5 separate regions of the Mus musculus genome follow, and regions 2, 3, 4 and 5 are each linked to region 1. The links are chromatin contacts, called in public Hi-C, HiCAR-type and HiChIP or PLAC-seq maps. All regions are on one chromosome and are shown on one strand. The core of a region is the stretch at or near the end of the contact, and the rest is flanking DNA. Distances in the headings are between cores, read along the strand shown. Region 1 holds the start of Lrrtm3 (leucine rich repeat transmembrane neuronal 3). Region 2 holds the start of Dnajc12 (DnaJ heat shock protein family (Hsp40) member C12). Region 3 overlaps Ctnna3 (catenin (cadherin associated protein), alpha 3). Region 4 overlaps Ctnna3 (catenin (cadherin associated protein), alpha 3). Region 5 overlaps Ctnna3 (catenin (cadherin associated protein), alpha 3).

What was found. A called contact is a pair of places that touch in the nucleus more often than the background predicts. HiCAR-type assays count read pairs that join an accessible place to other places. HiChIP or PLAC-seq counts read pairs in DNA pulled down with a chosen protein or histone mark.
Region 2: a contact with region 1 is called in a HiCAR-type map of astrocytes, with 2.2 times the contacts expected there. The contact joins the promoter of Dnajc12 here to the promoter of Lrrtm3 in region 1. A contact is called at or near these places in 1 of 39 promoter capture datasets (hippocampal neurons) and 1 of 115 datasets of contacts at active chromatin or transcription factors (astrocytes).
Region 3: an H3K4me3 HiChIP or PLAC-seq map of embryonic basal ganglia shows a contact between it and region 1, with 4 times the contacts expected there. The contact joins the enhancer-like site here to the promoter of Lrrtm3 in region 1. A contact is called at or near these places in 12 of 39 promoter capture datasets (the C10 cell line, cranial neural crest, embryonic stem cells and 7 more), 5 of 484 Hi-C or Micro-C datasets (cerebral cortex, embryonic fibroblasts, forebrain and 1 more) and 9 of 115 datasets of contacts at active chromatin or transcription factors (astrocytes, embryonic basal ganglia, embryonic forebrain and 5 more).
Region 4: a Hi-C map of cerebellar granule neurons shows a contact between it and region 1, with 3 times the contacts expected there. The contact joins the enhancer-like site here to the promoter of Lrrtm3 in region 1. A contact is called at or near these places in 9 of 39 promoter capture datasets (cranial neural crest, embryonic stem cells, hippocampal neurons and 5 more), 4 of 484 Hi-C or Micro-C datasets (cerebellar granule neurons, cerebellum and embryonic stem cells) and 3 of 115 datasets of contacts at active chromatin or transcription factors (astrocytes and embryonic stem cells).
Region 5: a contact with region 1 is called in an H3K27ac HiChIP or PLAC-seq map of oligodendrocyte precursor cells, with 6 times the contacts expected there. The contact joins the enhancer-like site here to the promoter of Lrrtm3 in region 1. A contact is called at or near these places in 5 of 39 promoter capture datasets (the 3T3-L1 cell line, embryonic stem cells, liver and 1 more), 2 of 484 Hi-C or Micro-C datasets (cortical glia and tail fibroblasts) and 7 of 115 datasets of contacts at active chromatin or transcription factors (astrocytes, embryonic forebrain, embryonic hindbrain and 4 more).

The regions. Positions count from the first base shown.
Region 1 is chr10:64,088,823-64,091,522 of GRCm38.p6, reverse strand. It overlaps Lrrtm3 (leucine rich repeat transmembrane neuronal 3), which reads left to right and starts at 1,268. Exons shown (of 3, transcript NM_178678.4): 1 at 1,268-1,813; 2 at 2,141-2,700. The coding sequence starts at 1,810. The region is part of intron 7 of Ctnna3 (catenin (cadherin associated protein), alpha 3); the gene reads right to left.
Region 2 is chr10:63,385,190-63,387,889 of GRCm38.p6, reverse strand. Dnajc12 (DnaJ heat shock protein family (Hsp40) member C12) reads right to left here and starts at 1,327. Exons shown (of 5, transcript NM_013888.3): 1 at 1,115-1,327. The coding sequence starts at 1,192.
Region 3 is chr10:64,638,006-64,640,705 of GRCm38.p6, reverse strand. The region is part of intron 12 of Ctnna3 (catenin (cadherin associated protein), alpha 3); the gene reads right to left. Among named protein-coding and RNA genes, the nearest start is that of Gm28881, 480 kb to the left of the region's middle. Within about 2 kb of position 1,440, at least 1 of the 459 cell types and tissues checked has an H3K27ac peak or open chromatin away from gene starts, as enhancers often do. A contact at or near this core is called in embryonic basal ganglia, where this site is marked.
Region 4 is chr10:64,885,711-64,888,410 of GRCm38.p6, reverse strand. The region is part of intron 15 of Ctnna3 (catenin (cadherin associated protein), alpha 3); the gene reads right to left. Among named protein-coding and RNA genes, the nearest start is that of Gm28881, 230 kb to the left of the region's middle. Within about 2 kb of position 1,275, at least 5 of the 459 cell types and tissues checked have an H3K27ac peak or open chromatin away from gene starts, as enhancers often do. A contact at or near this core is called in cerebellar granule neurons and cerebellum, where this site is marked.
Region 5 is chr10:64,716,806-64,719,505 of GRCm38.p6, reverse strand. All of the region lies in intron 13 of Ctnna3 (catenin (cadherin associated protein), alpha 3), which reads right to left. Among named protein-coding and RNA genes, the nearest start is that of Gm28881, 400 kb to the left of the region's middle. Within about 2 kb of position 1,270, at least 6 of the 459 cell types and tissues checked have an H3K27ac peak or open chromatin away from gene starts, as enhancers often do. A contact at or near this core is called in oligodendrocyte precursor cells, where this site is marked.

The sequences.
Region 1 (2,700 bases), core at 19-2,518:
AGGGTCCTGTGTTCAATCCCAGTACCACAACCACAGACAAAGATGTCACTTAATCCTCAGCATATGCCTATGATGTAATTTCTCTATCATGTCCAATTTTGCAGGTGAGAACATGGAAGCACAGAGAGATGAGTAAGCCGTACAAGGTGATGCAGGGGCTCAATTTAGCAAGGATGAGCCTGCATAGACCTAGAGTCTCTAGAGCTCTGTACAGCTTCCCTACCCTGGTCTATCCCAATGGTCACCAGATTCACTGAGCACAGAGATGCCCCTTAAAAGGAACTGGTGCCTGGTGAAGCATTGAAAGACATACTTGTTCTGCCTAGAAGCTCTTGCTCCTCGTGGCCATATCCTGGAGCCTGGAGCAGGTGACCCCATTTAAGTCTCAGGTCCTTCACCTTGGAAATGTAGATGGCAGTGGGACCTGCAGGCTGGTGACTTGAACGAAAAAACAGGATGGAGCCTTCATTTAAAGGACTTAGAAAGCACCCAATAAATATTATTAATGTGATAAATAGGAGCAACATCAATAAGCCATGAACCAAATGATCTTGGGGTCCTAATACTAGCACTAAAAATGGTTCATTTCTCTTCTGATAAAAAAAAAAAAAAAAAAAAAAAAAGCCCAGAGCAACCAAAACAAGCCATAACGCAGTCATAAACATTAAACCAATTATATCTTTTGTGGGAAAAACAGAAAAGCCATTAGCCCTATTAATTTGTGTGTCATCAGTCATTCTGTCCATTGCAAAGCCGATGTAGTCTAGCATTCTGAGACACCTTGCATAATATAATCACGGTGACTCCGAGAGGTCAAACAGGCACGCTCTGAACGCAGTTTTGTGAAGAGCTCAATAATTCATTTTATAAATTTCAGCTCAAAGCCTACACTGAGGTTAAGAAAATTTGACATTCGATCTGTGAACTTAACGTCAAGCTCGAGAAAAAAAAAGAAAAAAAGAAAAAAACCCCACAACTCTGGGAAGCACATGTTTGTCGATTAAGCAGACGCAGACAGTTACAGGCGTTGCCAAATTGTAAAACAAGACTTGGGTATCACGGAAAATGTTGCTAGTTATTGATTACGTTGACCATTCACTTCCTATTGAGCCACCCAAAAGAACCATTCATTTTCCAGCAGAGCCTGCTCATTTGCAAGATAAAAGAGAGCCAGCTCTGCACATGCCCATAGTGTTCCCCACCACTGGGGGCAGCTTTACATAAGACTGCATTCACTGAAACCGAAGCAACAGTCCGAGCGGCTTACAGAATGACAGTCTGCGGGAGTGAGCTGAGAGTGTGCGCGGAACCCGGCTCTCCTGCCTTCTGGGCTCCAACGCAGCTCCGAGGCTGAACTGGGTGCTCACCACCACGGGTTCGCCGGACTATGGAATACAGATGTGGCAGCACAGGTAGCCCCACGTTGCCTAGAGGAATACATTATGGGTTTTGAGAAGAAATTGTAGGAGCCAGTTTTTTTCTTTTTTTTTTAACACACACACACACACACACACACACACACACACTGTAAAGATGCAAAAACGTAATATCCATGAAGATCCTATTACCTAGGAAGACTCGGATGTTTTGCTGCGAATGCGGTGTTGGGATTTATTTGTTCTTGGAGTGTTCTGCATGGCTGGTAAAGAATAATGTTCCAAAATCGGTCCATCTCCCAAGGGGTCCAATTTTTCTTCCTGGGTGTCAGCGAGCCCTGACTCACTCCACTGCAGCTGACAGGGGCTGTCATGCAGGCGGCCCCTAAGCCAAAGCAAAAGACCTAAGGACGACCTTTGAACAATACAAAGGATGGGTATGTTTTGATATTTTTCTTCTTTCCTTCTTAAGAAAAAAAAATTGAAAAAAAATCCTCTAAGTCTATGTAATAATTCTGCTTTAATTGTTTTAAAGATTATCTTTCTCTGGTCTAAGACTATAAATTCAATTATCAGTGGCTACATTTCCTTGTTTAACTGATAGAAATATGCAATATCCTTCTATTACAAAGATGATGTTTGATGCTAAATGGTATCTAAATGTTTACATTTCTGAATGTGGAAATGAACAGCTAGTTTTGCTTGGTTAAAAAAAATGCATTCGTTTTGGGGGGATAACTTTTCTAAGTTGTTTTTATTTCCAGGTTTCAATGTAATTAGGCTACTGCGAGGATCAGCTGTAGCGGTGGTTCTAGCACCCACTGTCTTACTGACAATGCTTTCTTCTGCTGAACGAGGATGCCCTAAGGGTTGTAGGTGTGAAGGCAAAATGGTATACTGTGAGTCTCAGAAACTGCAGGAGATACCCTCGAGTATATCTGCCGGTTGCTTGGGTTTATCCCTTCGCTACAACAGCCTCCAAAAACTTAAGTATAATCAATTTAAAGGGCTCAATCAGCTCACCTGGCTCTACCTTGACCACAACCACATCAGCAATATCGACGAGAATGCTTTCAATGGGATACGCAGACTCAAAGAGTTGATTCTGAGTTCCAACAGAATCTCCTATTTCCTTAACAACACCTTCAGACCTGTGACCAATTTACGGAACTTGGATCTGTCCTACAATCAGCTCCATTCTCTGGGATCGGAACAGTTCCGGGGCTTGAGGAAGCTGCTTAGTTTACACCTCCGCTCCAACTCACTGAGAACCATCCCGGTGCGGATCTTCCAAGACTGTCGCAACCTGGAACTTCTGGACCTG
Region 2 (2,700 bases), core at 78-2,577, 700 kb after region 1:
TTATAACTATCGATGTTTAAAAAAAAATTGGCTTTGTGGCTAAGCATGGTGGCACATGCCTTTAATCCCATCACCTATGAGGCAGAGGCAAGTTATGTCTGTGAACCATGGCCAACTTGATCTACATGCTGAGATGGTGAGTTCCAAGCCAACTCTGTCTCAAAAACAAAAACAAAACAAAACAAACAAAAAAGTAATGCAGGCTATATGACAGAGTAAGTATCCCTACTCAGCCAAATAGAACCCAAATGCACATACATATATACATACAGGCATGCATGCATGCACATAAAACAAAAATAATAAGTCTTTAAAAGAATAACACATTTGGCTGGGCGTGGTGGCTCACGCCTTTAATCCCAGCACTCGGGAGGCAGAGGCAGGCGGATTCCTGAGTTCGAGGCCAGCCTGGTCTATAAAGTGAGTTCCAGAACAGCCAGGGCTATACAGACAAACCCTGTCTCGAAAAAAAAAAGAATAACACATTTGTCTCAAGTATATGATGTCTAAGGGAAGCATTACTTTCTTTAAAAGAAAAATCTCCCACCAGATATGACATCTAACTTGATTTGATTTGAAATTATAATGGTATTTAATACCATTTGAGGTTATAATGGTACTATAAAATCCATGAGACTTTCTCTGAACGAGGAGACTACAGACAGGGGGCCCCGCCTCCTGAGCTCTAAATCGCAGCCTTTACTTAGGCAGTGGCTCTCAACCTTCCTAATGCTGCGACTCTTTAGTACAGTTCCTCACGTTGCGGTAACCCCCAACCATAAAATTATTTCGTTGCTACTTCATAACTGTAATTTTGCTGCGTTTATGAATTGTAATTAAAAATATTTGATGTGCAGGATATCTGATATGCGACCCCAAGTCCGTAGCAACCCACAGGTTGAGAACCGCTGCTCTAAATAAATAAAAACTGTATGTGGTCCCTCTCCCAGCTAATACTTTGAAGTTCGGAGTCCTTTCCTCAAATTAACCAGCAAGCATTTTAATCCTTCACTTTCTCCGAGCCGAAACTCCTTCCAAATGGTACGAGGTTGGAGTTCCAGGAGACGTGGCTGATCTCAAAGGCGACCTGGTGAGAACCTGCAACCCTGCTTACCGAGGAGAGCTCATCGCATCCCAGCAAGGCGTAGTAGTCCTCGCTGCCCTCCGGCCTGTAGTTCAGTATCGCGTCCATTTACAGCGGATGAGTCAGTCCTCTCCGACGCCACCGACACTGTGAGCTCCGGGGCGACAGCAAAGCTCTTTACATTTCAGCAGGACTTTCCAAACCAGCGAGCACCCAGACGTCAAGCCAGCCCTTTGCAAACACAGCTTCTCATTGGCTGTTTGCCCAGGATCGAGCCTGCCATGCGGGGCTGCTGGGATCTGTAGTTTGGGGTTTGTTGTTGCTGTTGGGTTTTTTGTTGCTGTTGTGTTTTGTTGTTGTTGTTGTTGTTGTTGTTGTTGTTGTTGCTGCTGCTGCTGCTGCTGCTGCTGCTGCTGCTGCTGCTGCTGCTGCTGCTGCTGCTGGTGATGCTATTGTTTGTCGTTGATGTTGTTTTGGTTTGGTTTGGTTTGCTCTTTACTTTTTGCTTTCATTGAAAAAATTTGTTTCATACAATATATATTCTGATTATGGTTCCCCGGTCCCAACTCCTCCCAGATCCTCCCCTCTCCTTCACTCACCCAACATCTCGCCTTTTTTTTTCCCCCTTCTCTCGTTAGAAAACAAATTTTAAAAACTAAAATAAAAGAATTTAGAGAAAAATAATGGAAGAAACACATGCAAACAAAATCTATAAAATTAAAAACACGGGCTGGAGACATGGCTCAGCGGTTAAGAGCACTGACTACTCTTCCAAAGGTCCTGAGTTCAATTCCCAGCAACCACATGGTGGCTCACAACCATCTGTAATGGGATCTGATGCCCTCCCTCTTCTGATGTGTCTGAAGACAGCTACAGTGTACTCACATATATAAAATGAATGAATTAATCTTTAAAAAAAATTAAAAACACAAACTGGGAAACCATAACATACCAGCAGAAGGCCAGTAATTTTTTTTTATGCAATATAAAACAAAAAGGCTTTAAAAAATACCATTGTCAGCAACCACATGGTGGCTCATAACCATCCATAATGAGATCTGATGCCCTCTTCTGGTGTGTCTGAATACAGCTACAGTGTACTTACATATAATAAATAAATAAATCTTTTTTAAAAAATACCATTGAGTTTGTTCTGTGTTACCCGTTTCCTGCTGGGCACGGAGCCCACCCTTAAGTGTGCCTAATATACCCAGTGAGACCCCGCTACAGAGAACTACTTTTTCCTTGATGATATCAACTGAAGATGGCTTGTTGGTTAGGGATGGGAGGCCATCTCTACTTCCCCTCTCAGTGCTGGGACCTCATCTGGCTTGAACACGGACAGGCCTGTGTGTGCTCTCACAGTCTCTGTGAGGTCCTATGTGCCTCGGTGGAGTTTGAGTATTGACATGGTGATTTTTTTTTTTCCTATTAGCTAATCGGAAGTCAGTTTTGACAATTTAGTGTAAAACTGTTACTAATTTATTGTACCTCTGTTACTTGGATAGTTTTTTTTTTAACCTATTTTTTTAAGAGACAGAAGAAAATGTGAAGCAAGTTTTTAAGATTTGGTCAATTAGAAAGATACTTTTCCAAGTGTCTAAAATAGCATGTAA
Region 3 (2,700 bases), core at 191-2,690, 550 kb before region 1:
GCAACTGAGCTTCTGGAAGAGAGAGAGTTTGGCTTCTTAAGGATGTGTCAGCTTGTAGGCAGACCAGACTCCAGTGCAAGGCCATATATTCAAGAATATGTGCACGACACAAATTGATAGGAAAAAACAAAAATACCAAAAAATCAAATAATAAAAAATCAGAGGACATAAAGTTGGGTGCTTAGGTAAGATGGGGTAATCCTGGGAGTAGATGGAGGAGGGGCAAGTATGATCAAAATACATGAATAAAATTCTTAAAGAAAAATATACAATAATGAATAAAAAATAAAATAAGTCAATTCTCTCATATCCAAGGTAAGAAATATGCAGAGAGTAAATTATAGTTTTAAATCCAAGTAACTTTACTTTGAATAATTTTGATATTTATTTCAGGAATGACATATGATTTTAGTTATTAACAACTGAAAAAAATGAACAAACACAAATTTTTATATAAAACACACAAAGTCTCGGTACGTACTTTGTGAAATTGTCTACATTAAAATCTCTATTAAGACTTTGAATAGAATCACTATTTAAATTTTTGAAATTTTTGTAAGTACATTACTTAAGATATACTTTTTCATTTTGTATTCAAATATTTTCAACACTTGTTTTTACAAATTAGAGTCTGGAGAGATCGCACAGTGGTTAGAAATACTTAGTGCTCCTCTAGAGACAGTGTCTCACTATGTAGTCCTAGCTGGCCACACTAATGTGGCCCCGAAAATCAGAAATCTACCTGCCTCTGTCACACAGTTTAAGTGAAAGAAATTCAGATACACTACACTGAAAAATTCTACACTGGAAAGACCTCATATGTGTATAGAAAATTAGAGTTTATTTTCTCTCTCTCTCATACACACACACACACACACACACACACACACACACACACACACATATACACTATGGAACTCAAATTTAAAAAAATAATGTGGTAAAATAATCAACCTAAAATTCTGGTGTGTGTGTGTGTGTGTGTGTGTGTGTGTGTATGAGAGAGAGAGAGAGAGAGAGACAGAGGCAGAGAGAGAGAGAGAGAGAGAGAGAGAGAGAGAGAGAGAGAGAGAGAGAGAGAGATGGAGAGACAGGGATGTCAGTACAGAGTACAAATATGAAGACCTTGTAGGACCAAAGTGTTAAACTTTCAGAAACTCTGACTCTATGTACACTAGATCTTTAAACCACCAGCATTTAACAGGGAGGGGAAGTAGAGCATTTTGTTCAAAGGACTGGAGGGGGCTCAGTATTGACTTTTACCATTATCTGCATTTTGTTTGGATCTGTGAGAAGAGGTTTTTTAACAGTCATATTCTATCTAATATATTTCAGCTTGGAGTAAATGAATTGCTTCCTGGACAACAGAAGTTGAAGCACAGCTGAATATTCTCTCTTGTAGTAATTATGTAAAACATAGCAACTCCACAAAGCTGCTACATATCACTATTAGGGGTATGTCTAAAGAGCTTTTACATATGGTAATTAGCCTAGTGCAAGCCATTTTAATAATGGTTGTAATTACAATTATTTTCATCTAATTAATTCAAATGGGTTTTTCTCATTTTATAATTCTCTAGCATCTATCAAGTGTCTGCTTAATATTTGTAATGCTCTCTTGATTCTGTGGCTTGCCTGGGTGGTCTCTTTCCCCATCTCTTTCCCCTGTTCAGCAAAAGGCAAAAGATCTGAAGCTAAAGATTCCTATATTACAATGTGCAATAAGGATTAGAATAACTTTCTATGTGTGTTTGTCCTGCTCAGAAAAATCTTCCCTGGGAATTTATGTGCATCATTTTTAGATATTTCATGATTTTCATCCCAATCTATACATGCATGTGTGTGTGTGTGTGTGTGTGTGTGTGTGTGTGTGTGTGTGTGGTGTAATATATCATAGAAGGGGGTACAAATGTAAAGATGTCATAGGATCTGAGGGCTAAATGTTTAGAAATTCTGAATCTATGAACAATAGATTCTTTAAGCTATCAGTATTTTACAAAGATCGAAAGGAGTAGATAAAAGCACATATTCTGGATGGGAATAGGTAAGAAAGAACTCTAGATCTAGATATGTTACCTACTAAAATACTTCAAGGTCAGTCAACCATGACAGACCTCACAGTGAAATCACGACAGCACCAACCTTATCAGTAGAAGAACAGAGTAAACGTGATCAAAATTAAAAAGCAGAGATACTCCCTGCCTCCTTTGAAATAATAATGCCTTATTAATAACAGCAATTTGACTTCAGGTGATTGTGTTTCTTAATTGTTCAATAGTTTTTGCCATCATAAATCTAATTTCTACAACCATCAGAAAAGTCATGTCACATCTTCATTTGATAAAGATGTAATGATTTAAAGATATGAATACAAATCTTCCAGTCTGTGTTTTAACCAACCCAAAGCTAAGTGTGTGTATCTCAGTGTATATCTTTGATATCAATCATGGTAATAATTTGAACTTATTTTATATATACTAGCAAATCCTTTATATTACAAAATTCATTGTGTCCTGCTTATTTCTCAAGCCAGATGTTATGAAGTAAGGTGAGCTGATAAACACATATTGAGATGTCTGTCTAGCTTAGATGCTAAAACATGAAAGACCAACCCTATCGTATTTTATCCTCAAAAGAAAGATTACAACTTTACACTTCTAAGTTCTGAAAAAGAACAAGGCCAACCACATGATAAAAATC
Region 4 (2,700 bases), core at 26-2,525, 800 kb before region 1:
TCATTTGGCAAAATAATTTTTTCCCCTGATACCACACTCTTTCATGTCAGATGTCTATTCTCTGGGTCTTCTAGAAAAATCCTGGTACACTATTTCCTGTGTGATCGCCGTGAGGATGCAGAATGATAGATGGATGCTCCTCTGGAGTGGGTGGAGAGTGAAGGCGTCATTCATGACGGGTTACCTTTACACGTCCACATCCCATGTTCATAGATAACCCAGTGATTATTTATCAAGTATGAGCAATCAAAGAGGTGAGACAAGGGTTCCTATAGAGACGTAATACAAATTTTAAGACAAAGGGCAGGAGATGGGAGAACAGGGCCATTGGCTAAAAGTCTTAAAAGGAGACAAAGACCACAGTAGCTCCTGTGATATGTTGGCAAAGAGGATCATAAGGAAAAGAAATATTAAAATAAAAAAATGGAGATGAAATTGAATGACTGGAGTAGGGCCATTCAAGAATAAGACCACAGGCGACCAAAGTGTGGAATGAAAAGAAGGAAACTGACAAGAAAAATCTAATCCTGTGAGGACAAAGATGTGAACGACATGAGGAGTTGTGTCAACTCATGATCTCTGTGGGAAAAGGAAAATGAGGAGTAGAAACCCATATAACCAGGAGATAAAAAAATTAACTCCAAGACAATGGACAAAAGAAACAATGACCAAACTAAGAAAATAATGTCTCCGGGAAAACACAGAAGAGAGGTGTTCACTTGAGATTGCAGCTGAACGTTTTTCTCTTCGAAATACTGATTTTCAAAATTTTGTTAGAATAATAAATGCAAACAAAATCCCGATAGTTTGAAGGTATTTTAAATTTAAATATAATAGATAAATACCAAACCAGAGGTCCACAATCCCTGACAACAGTCATTAAGGGGTACCATGAGACCATGAGACTTGCACACTTATTTTTAAAATTGCAACTTTGGCTCTTATCAGGACTGATTGAAATTTAGTATCTGTCCTTAACTCCGCAAATGATCTGGAGTTAAAAATGTACGGTGTAACTATCTATTCACTTTAAGAAGAGTAATCCTCTGTCACGGTCGAGTTGCTTCGTTATACAGGAGGAAATGGGGAGAGAAAGCAGCATGGTTAGATGTTCTGGACACTGTCAGAGGAGGTGACGTTTATGGGATGCGACGCGCCTTGACATCCCTTGGTCCATTATAAATCCAAGAGATTCTGTTTTCGCCAGGGAGTAGCGATTACCGCAGGTACCCAGATCCTATCTGGGCTCTTGAGCGGAGGTCAGCCAACACTCATTGTAAAACAGCAGACAAACACAGGGTGACCAGCTGGCAAATTGGCACCCCTGTGATGCTCCAATCTGCCCTTCTAATCAGATATTTTGTAGGAGGCAGACCTTGCAGGACACCAAGGAGTATCTAGGGTATGGCTATAAACATATTAACAACACAACCATTGTGTGTTTGTATGGGGGGGAGTGTTCTTTTTATTTAAGGCAGTTTTAATTGGTTTAGAATTGTATCTTTATCTGGAAGAATCCAATGACGAAGGGGGGAAAGCAGAATTTTTTTTTATGAATTTAAAGCAGCAACCTTCACTATCTAGTTATTTTGGAAACAAAAAAACAAAACAAAACAAACTATCTAGTTATCAGAAATACCTACGGGGGAACATTCAGTTCCCTGTTTTGCATCACACGGAATGGAAATTGATTTTCCTTCTTAACTGAATCTGCAGATACTTTACTCCCAGACTCATCTGCCTTCTAGATAGGCTCATGATGAGTAGGTAGGTATCAGGAAACCATGGTTATAAAATGTCATAGTAATAGCTGGCTGTAGCAGTTAACAGAACAAGAGAATGCATAACATTCTTCCTGGATAACCAAACATACCTAAAGAAAAGTTATATCATTAACATGCATATTTGATGTTTTTCAACATCTGTACTACATTCAAGCTGTAATACTTCAGACTGCTTTGAATAACCTTGTGATTATCCACATTCATCCAGGAAGCAGAGTCAATCATCAAGAAGCTGATAGGTATTAACAGCTACATTATTTAATTTAAAGATTATCACAACATAAGTAGTGCAGTGCTTGTTTTATTGATAAATATTAATAAACCCTCAACTTATGGATATGCAATTAAATGTTTAAATATAAGAACATTTCTACAACCCTAATAATTCCTAATGGTCTTCCTGATTCGAATGTAAAGAAACATAAATATCTAATTTCACTTTTTCTCTCAATCTTGAATGAAATACAGATGTTATGGTTTGAATCTGATATCTCCCCCAGAACCTTCTGTTGTGAGTTCCGTGGTGGTGGCTCGTGTCTAGGGGAGCTATTGGAACTCTGTAAGCTGGCTGGAAGGTCCCTAGGAATGGTCTTTGGATTCATATTTTTTCCTCATTTTTTATCAATAATTTAAAAACTTTTTATTACTGTCTTATAGTCTTTCAACAATGGATTACCGAATGCAATCATTAACCTAACTTAAGATTAAAAAACAACAACAACAAGATGTGTATTTTTCATATGGAGATTCATATTGCAGATTCTTCGTGTATTTTTCACAGGGAGACCCATAGTGTAGATTCTCTGGTTGACTATGGCACTCTATGGAAATAGCAATTCAGGAAATGAAAAAAATATTATATCTAGTAGAGCCTCAAAAGATGCAATTCATATATTTAAATATAAACATTATACAT
Region 5 (2,700 bases), core at 21-2,520, 630 kb before region 1:
TAGGCAGATGCAGAGGGAGATGACATGGGAGTTAAAGGTTGGGCAGCCCCTCAGGAATGGGGACCATACAAGGATTATCAACCTGCTAGGATGTTTTCCCTTACATATTCACGAGTTGTGCATGGCAAAAAGGGACATACAAGCTTACATGGCTTCTAGTGACTCCAAAGACCCGTCTTAGACCACTTCCTTCCAAAAAAACAATATGAAAAGCATTATTGAACATGCTAACGCTTGCTACATAGTAGCTATCCTTAAGCTCCTTTGTTCATTCTGGGTCCCACTGGGAAGGAATCTGCAGGCACTGAGGACCAATAGTGTCACACATGGAGAGAAAAGGTTGAGGTGTTGACTAGAAGCAACACAGAGGTGAGAGATGGACAATGACTTGGCCATGCTCCTGGTGGCCAGAGCGGGGGGTGGGGGGTGGGGTGGGGGGGCATTAATTTCCATAAGGGAAATATGGAAGCAAAGTTTCATCTTGAGAATCTTAGGTACATGCAGTTCCACTGAGTCAAGGATCCATTCTCTGCATAGAAAGAAAGGTTTGTTGTTGTTGCTGTTGTTGTTTTATTATTCTGATGAGAAAAAACAAGGCTCAAGTTATTATGTGATGTATGGGGTTTAGCCATGAGAAAGGATGGTTTCAGATTAAGGCCAAGATCACAGACCCAGGGCAGTGTCACTATGTTCAATGCATAGCTTCTGTCCATTATTTATGTTGATGTCATATACCAGGTGATTAGACATCTTTAGTTGTGGCGGTAGTTTTTTTAAAGCTCAACAAATGCCAACATTTGAGAATACCATTTCTTCCAGAGCTTGTGCTAAGGTATAACGCTTAAAACAGCACTAAATACAAGAGTATATGGCTTACAATATTAAAAGGAAAGATATTAGGTGTTTGCTGAACATATGTAAAATCGTACACTAAGTATACAGAACAAACAAGAGTTTTCTTCCTAGACATACAGGTTTGTGATAACAATTCTCACACAGTATGTAATCTGTTCTACAAATAATATCAATGAATATGATAGAATTATTTCTGACATCTCAATGGAGTCCAGCCCTCGATATGCATCCTGGAAACTGAAACTCTTGGTTGGTGCGTGCACTCATAAATGTTCTCAGGTTTTAGACTGCAGAAACAACGTGTGCCATAAACACAGGACTCCCTGGGGCATCCACAGTACTAAGTGGTAACTCTCAGGGAAACGATGTGTTGGGACATTCCCTTATGCAGTAACTTTAATGAATCGCCTGATTGATGACCAATGTAAATTCGGAGCTGGCTGCCTTCCCAGAATGCTTCCCAGCATAGTAACACAGTCGACACAGGAGGGCAGTAGTTTGAAGAACTGGCGGGGGTTGGGGGGAGAGAAAAGGAATTTTGGGCTAAAGCATGAAGATATAATAGATGCCGAGTTCCATGGCAGGTGCTAGACCTCATGCAGAATATAAAAAGTGAAATGCTAAAAATGAATGATGGTACCCTGCTACCTCCCTCCTGTTTAGAGCTCCACAGGCCTCTAGAAATGGCCCTGGCAGCCATGGGCAGCATTTATTAGGAGATTAATTTAGAGAGAGCTATGCTGTGAGTACACCTTCTGTATCAAAAAAAAAAAAAAAAAAAAGGACACGAGTTTTCTAAGCTCCAACCAAGCAATTCAAGTACAAAAAGCAGTGGAATAAACTCCATGCAGTTGAGACATACATTGGCCTGGTTCTCTCATCCATAAGAGGGCTGGAGAGGCCAATGGTTACAGCGTTGAAGAATGTATTTGAGTCTAACAATAACCCTTCACTTTGATGCTGAAAGGGTGCAAGTTACAAGGAGGCAGCTATGATAAATGCATTGGGAGTATCAGCCTATAGCCACACACACTCTGGCCCAGGAACGCAATGGTCCAGAATGAGTGTTTTGGGTCAGGAGGTGATGAAGGGTTTGCGGTAGAAAGCCACATGGTGTGGGGTACCAGAGACGATTAGCCAACTCACCAGCAGGGTCACAGCTTCAGCATCTCAAGAGAAGAGTCTTCAAAGTTTCTTTTTAGTGCTTCCCCTATCTCTTTAGTATCCCTCTCCCTATATCTCTTTTCTCCCTCCCATTTCTAATATTTCCCTCTCATACATATCACACATACATATATACACATACACATATAAACATATATCAAGGTGTGAAATAGGGATTGTTAATTTTCAACCGCTACTATATAAATTCTACACGATAGCTAACATTTCCTCTGCTGTGTTTCCCTGGTTTTTTTGATGCCTTGCCCTAAAATCTCAATGTTTTGTATAATATCTATGCTTTAAGGACTTTAATATCTATGTATTTCTTATACATGTCAATATTCAAGTTATCTTGCTGCTATTTTATAAGGATCCTATGTAGCTAAGGCTACCCTCAAAAATCATTATCCAAATATCCAAAATAACCTTAATTTCCTATCTTTCTGCTTCAACCTCTACAGTGCTGATATTGCGAGCGTGCACCACTGTGCCTACATTATACGCTGGGCTGAAATCCAGGGCCCTGTGCATTGTATAAGTTCTTTAAAAACTGTTTAAAAAGTTAACAACACAGCTATGTGTGTCACTAGCTTTTTAAAAACATATTTCATTCAGTATCCCTTACAAGTACTCTATTTCTGATTTTCTTTTCTTACCATGTCTGGAGAATGGGTATGGTGA